Regions from separate parts of the Hordeum vulgare genome. Here region 1 is linked to region 2. The links are chromatin contacts, called in public Hi-C maps. All regions are on one chromosome and are shown on one strand. The core of a region is the stretch at or near the end of the contact, and the rest is flanking DNA. Distances in the headings are between cores, read along the strand shown. Region 1 has its middle 310 kb from the start of LOC123443805. Region 2 overlaps LOC123443805.

Region 1 (2,700 bases), core at 67-2,566, 250 kb before region 2:
TACTGATGTGACTCTGATGTAGCTTGTGGCGAGTGTAAGCCAATTCTATATATATATATATATATATATCTTTTTTTCAGTACATGTACTTGTAACGATATCCACTCTTGCGACACGACGAGATGCGCTTCTATCCCTGACGAGGCTCTCGTGCCAAACTGAGGATAGGGTCGCATCTTGGGCGTGACGGACCGGGCGGCCAGCAGGGCATGGCGGTGCGGGGACGAGCGATGAGGTGTGACGGGCGGCCGGCGAGCGCAGCAGGCGCGGCGGCGAGGCGAGCGCGCGGCTGGCGCGACACGGCGACCGGTGCGGCGAGTAGCCGGCGCGAGCGGGCGTATGAGAGGGCAGGGTGCGGCCGAGGGGCGGCCAGCCGGCGCAGCACCATGGTTCCATGCAGCACGAGAATGAGCACGAGCTGGCTAGCCACCAGGGCATAGCGCTGCATGAGCTGGCCAGCACGACCATTGGCTGATGTGGTGGTCGGCGCGGCCGAGGCCAGCGTCCGGCGCGACGCAGCGGGCGTGGCCGGTGCAGCTGCGGTGTAGGGCGATGACGGCTACTGTAGCGCTCGGGAAAACAAAACGTGTGTCAGCTGGACGTCACGGGGCGTGTACATCTGGTACATCGCGGCGGTGTCGTGCTCATCTGGAGTACTTCTCATCACCGTCCCCCTAGATGTAGTCAACAAATCTCTCGTAATCCATGAACATCGACATTTGTCGGCGACGTGTTCGTGAGCGAGTTCAGGAGAGAGAAATCCACACCGTAGGTAGATAAAAATCGGAAAAAAACTAATCGTAAAAACGGAATCGTGATGACGAGGGAATCCATTTTTGCAAAGAGATGGATCGAATCGTATACCTCCGTGCAATCGACGAGAGCCTGCTTGGTGCAGGCTTGACGCAGGCTCGATGGAGAGTTGGTGGAGCGAAGCGTGCTGAGAACATGTTCCGCAACTCCTGCAGACGAGTTCGGTCCAAGGTTACGGAACGGGAGCGGACGTCGTAAACAATTACAGAAAGTAGAAGACACAAGGTGTAGGAAAGAATCAATATTTATTAATGATCAATTGTATTACAATAATTGTCTCTCCTCTACTTACATAGGGATATGGCGTAGAGGATAAGTATCCATTTAACTTGAATTTAGGAAACAAAAAGGGCTGACTGCGTGCGAGCCGCGCGAGCCTTGTTGGCCGGCTTGGTTTCCCAACAAATAGAAGAGACGAGAGGAAGTTGGGGGTGTGGCGGTTCGGTAGGTGTCCAACCAACACAAAGCGCACGCTGCACATCGCATCGGCAGACGCGTCACATGAACGACAAGGACGCGGGCGCTGCCGTTACTTTTGAACTGGACGCGTCGGATGGATTCGCCCCCGCACACCACGCGCCACTAGCGGACGCGCAAACCACCCGCCGGTCGCTGTCCCAAATCTCTCCCCACCCCGTCCCTTTCCTGCTTCTCTCTCTTGTGTCTCCCACCGTCGCAAGGGTACAACAAAGTCAGCCTCCAACCACCGCTTTACGTTTATCCTTTCCTTTTTGTTACGGTTTCTTTCAGTTTTCTTACACTATAATAGTCCATATTACTATAAGAAAAAAAATCATTACTATAAGTATTATTTGTTCCTTCGGTTGCACCGTGTCCCCGTACGTTGCACCATGGAATACAAATCAGATTTAATTGTAAATAAAATACTCGCAACTTTTTTCTCTGATTGATTGAGTGGTTTGTTCTGCCTGTGATGATTCCTCGGTTCCTCTTGCACCAAAAAAATAAAGATTATGATGATTCTTCGGTCCCTTCGTTCAAAACAAAAGAGAAAGTTTACTTTTTTTGTCTTTTTTACGAAAGTTAAGTTGAATCTGATCTCGTTTGGAAAAAAATTCAGATCTGACCTTTTTGCTATCGTTGAAATCCTTGACGGTAGTGTATGACAACCTACCGCCACGGACCCTGGTGGTACAAAAATGTTCTACCGCCGGAGGGGCTCACGGTAGCACATGTGAACGTACCGTCAAGGGGTCCGACGGTAGGCACAACCGCGTATTGTGTCCCCAACTTATAATTCTTTTTACGGTAGGTGTGTAACCCTATCGCCGGAGACCTCGGCGGTAGGTTGTTCTACCCTATTGTCAACGTCTCCACGATAGCAAAAAGGTCAGATGCGAAAAACTTTTTCAAGCAGATCAGTTTTGACTTAACTTTCACGAAAAGGTTAAAACAATGAATTTGGCCGCTAGTATACTACTACAAGGCAAACAAATCCAGCCGAATCTTTTGCTTGTTAAAGTTGCTATTTCTTTAATAAAAGTAGTCGTGCTCATCATGTTGCTTCAGCCAGTAGGAGTAGAACTGACACACTATCCTTTGGTGGAAGCCAAGCTAAAGAGCAACTAAAGCTGATATTCAGGCGCGTATTCGTATAAGTGGATTGGAGATCACGTCTCCCCTAAATAGGAAAAAGGACCTCCCGCTAAAAAACATGTGTCAAAAACTAAAAAAGACGCTCCTAGTTTGGCCAGCGGGGCAAATTATATCAAATATTGGTGGGGTTATTGTTGCATCAAGAGTATGAAAAATTGTATGGCCACTGTAATTATTTTCAATTCTCTTCATCAATTAACCGTGGGGACAAAAAAAATCAATTTGCAATGTGTATGCCTTTTTTTCCAGAAGAAACACTAGAAGACATTT
Region 2 (3,007 bases), core at 111-2,610:
CAGCGAGACTTATAACTCTCCGCTTGACACCGGATCGAAGATTTGCCTCTTCGGGGGAAAGAGTCCTATGTTCTTGAGCCGTGTCCAAGTGTAAGATGACCTGGAGAGCCATGTGTTGCAAAATAGCATAAAGCCCCCTACAAGAAAATTTAAGATTACGGTTAGATCCTTCGCAGATAAGGCGCGCGCTGGGTCGAAGGTGCTGTAGCGCGAGAAGGAGCACCTGTGCCTTGCCTGTGGCGCCGCCGCCGTGGAGCGGGACGGGGATTGTGGTGGCAAACGCGAGGAGCAGGTGACGGCAGCAGCTAGCTAGCTAGCGGCGGTGCAACAGTAGTAGCTAGATAGCTCGTGGTGCTCGCGAGGTCGCACCTTGCAGCTCATGGGACAGCTCCAGCGACGACGACAACTCATGGGGCGGAGGCCGCTCATGGTGCTCGCGAGGTCACACCTTGCAGCTCGTGGGACAGCTCCAGTGATGGCGACGACTCATGGGCCGGAGGCAGCTCGCGGGACGGCATCTAGGATCCGATGGTCGCCGGCTTCGAGGCGTTCTGGCGAGGTCGTGCTAAAAGATCGTGGCAGGAGCTCAAAGTTCTATTCCGTCAACCGTTTCTTATTTTTAGGTCCATATGTACATATAGAGGAAACATACCGGAATATGTAAGATCCCACAAAAAATAACATTTTTTCGAGATCTATTTGGGGCAGAAAAAATGCCCTCCTCTTGTAAACTGGTCGGATAGCCCCTTTTACGAGTTGCTCTTAGCATATATTACTATCTTCATAACGAATGATGTCATATACTTCCTCCGTCCTAAAATAAGTTTTGCGGATTTAATACTAAATTAGTATAAATTTTGTATTAGATCAACGGCATTTTTTTTTTGAGACGGAGTAGATGTTCTCATTTATTACTTTGTAGAGCCATTTTACATTACAAATCCCTATGTGATGATAACATATTATGTTATTTTATTTGACTTTCTTCTTATTAATTATTTGTTACATTATCTTTTTTACTTATGTAACATCTGCTCCTTTCATTTTTAAATATAAATTATTTTAGATATTTCACTACAAACTATATACGGATGTATATAGACATTATTTTAAAATATGAATTCATTCATTTTGTTTTACATGTAGTTTATAATGAAAAAATTCTAAAAAGACTTATATTTAGAAATAGATGGAGTATTTTACTTTCAATATGACCAGCACAGTGAGTGAGTGAGTGGCGCACCCACTCTAGCTGCAGGCAAATGGCACCATCCAACGAAACCGCACCTTTTGGCCGTTGCTTGGCACACGCATCAGGTCTCTTCGTCGCTTCCAGTATTCCATCTGCTCCTTTTCGGGCACGCACTCGCATCGCAGCCCCAAATGGAACGCACGCTTGCTTCTTTCCAGCCCAGGCCCAGGCCCATGTTCCGCAGGCCACAAATACAAGCAGTTGCATGTACAACCATGCCACAAATACAAGCACAGTTGCCTAAAAAGACAAAAAACAAATACAAGCAGAGTCTTATAGGCTGTTGGGTAAATCACAAGTTGATTCCTCACTGAAGACCTCCTACCATGTCTCGAACCAAGAGGCTGTTGTTAGAGATGCTCTTGCTAGCTTTCACAAGATACAAAGAATGCGACTGGCACAAACCAGAAACATAACCATCGACAGTACCACCAAACATAATAATACTCCAATTGCACAGGGGAGGCACTAGCTGAAAGACTGATCTTTTTTCTCATGAGCTAAAAATCAAGAGTTCAAAGCTGCTACTTAAAGAGTGCATGCTGCATGTACAACTATTTTGCTATACAAATGTGCATCTAAAAAAACACAAGATCAGCCAAACTTTTGATAGAAACGTTGACTAAAGTGCGCACTAGACTTTCTGGATTGTCCATCCCTCATGGTAGAATTATCCGTCACTGATGCAATGGAACTGCAAAATTTACACCACACATAACGCATACATGCACTCCCATGTGCAAATGCATCAACAGCCACTCACCCGAAAACATATACAGATGAGTGGGTCTTGTCCTGAATTTGATCTCTGCATTAACCCACCTGGCCCAGAGCAGAATTCTGTTCCTTAGTGCAAACCCTTCTTCTTTTCACTAATTTAAATTCTCCCTCGGCAGAGTCAGAACACTTACAATTACATGTACTGGGCCAGCCATTGCTTGCACATATCAAGAACCGGCAATGCATTTGCATGTAATGCCTGTCAGGAGAATATGGAAGTCAGAAAAGAGAACAAAACAAATTCACTTCCCTTAATTCATCTATGCATCAGTTATATGTGAGAGATGTCTTCAAAATTAGTCCCTCAAATTTGATGTAACACCTGTTAAGTGTCATAACTTTCCAAGTATACTATTCGGCTTGAAGACAGGTCCAAATCAATACTTCTAAACAGCGGCCAACCGATAGGCCTCACTTGTCAATGACTCTGACATTTGACAAACTGATGCACTTTTAAGTGGAAGTGACTAATGGTACCATTATTAACGTTAATGGACCAAATAACAACATAAGTACTCCCTCTGTTCCTAAATATGTGTAGTGGTTTTAGTTCAAATTTGATGCACTTGTTTTGGAACGGAGGGAGTAACACTTGAAAGTTCAGGGGCCAAACAGATCTGACCTAAACATAAAGGAATCAAATCAGTACATTTTCATTTATTATTTACTGCAACTGATTTTGGTGCGCATCAGTCGGCCCCTTTGTTGTAATGGACGCAGGTAAAGGAAATCACATAAATTCATTTGATCATTAAGTGCCAACCATATGTAGATTTGTAAAAGATAGCTGACCTGATGGGCAACATATTGAACATCAGCTACGCTTCCACTTCGTGAGGCTATCTGGAATGCACTTTTTAGACGGCCGCAAACAACGCAAGCAAGTACTTTCCTATAGAAATTAGGAAAAAATCAGAAAGGTGAGAAAGAGGGTGGGGCAAAATGACTCCCTGAAGCACATGCTCCTGGTACAAA

Evidence for each region. A called contact is a pair of places that touch in the nucleus more often than the background predicts.
Region 1: a Hi-C map of leaf shows a contact between it and region 2, with 4 times the contacts expected there. The contact joins two enhancer-like sites. A contact is called at or near these places in 4 of 6 Hi-C or Micro-C datasets (leaf and seedling) and 1 of 1 datasets of contacts at active chromatin or transcription factors (embryo).

The regions. Positions count from the first base shown.
Region 1 is chr3H:342,080,342-342,083,041 of MorexV3_pseudomolecules_assembly, reverse strand. No RefSeq gene overlaps it. Among protein-coding and RNA genes, the nearest start is that of LOC123443805, 310 kb to the right of the region's middle. Within about 2 kb of position 1,316, at least 3 of the 3 cell types and tissues checked have open chromatin away from gene starts, as enhancers often do. A contact at or near this core is called in leaf and seedling, where this site is marked.
Region 2 is chr3H:341,829,319-341,832,325 of MorexV3_pseudomolecules_assembly, reverse strand. It overlaps LOC123443805, which reads right to left. Exons shown (of 36, transcript XM_045120338.1): 35 at 2,825-2,924; 36 at 1,722-2,231. The coding sequence ends at 2,166. Among protein-coding and RNA genes, the nearest start is that of LOC123443805, 56 kb to the right of the region's middle. Within about 2 kb of position 1,360, at least 3 of the 3 cell types and tissues checked have open chromatin away from gene starts, as enhancers often do. A contact at or near this core is called in leaf and seedling, where this site is marked.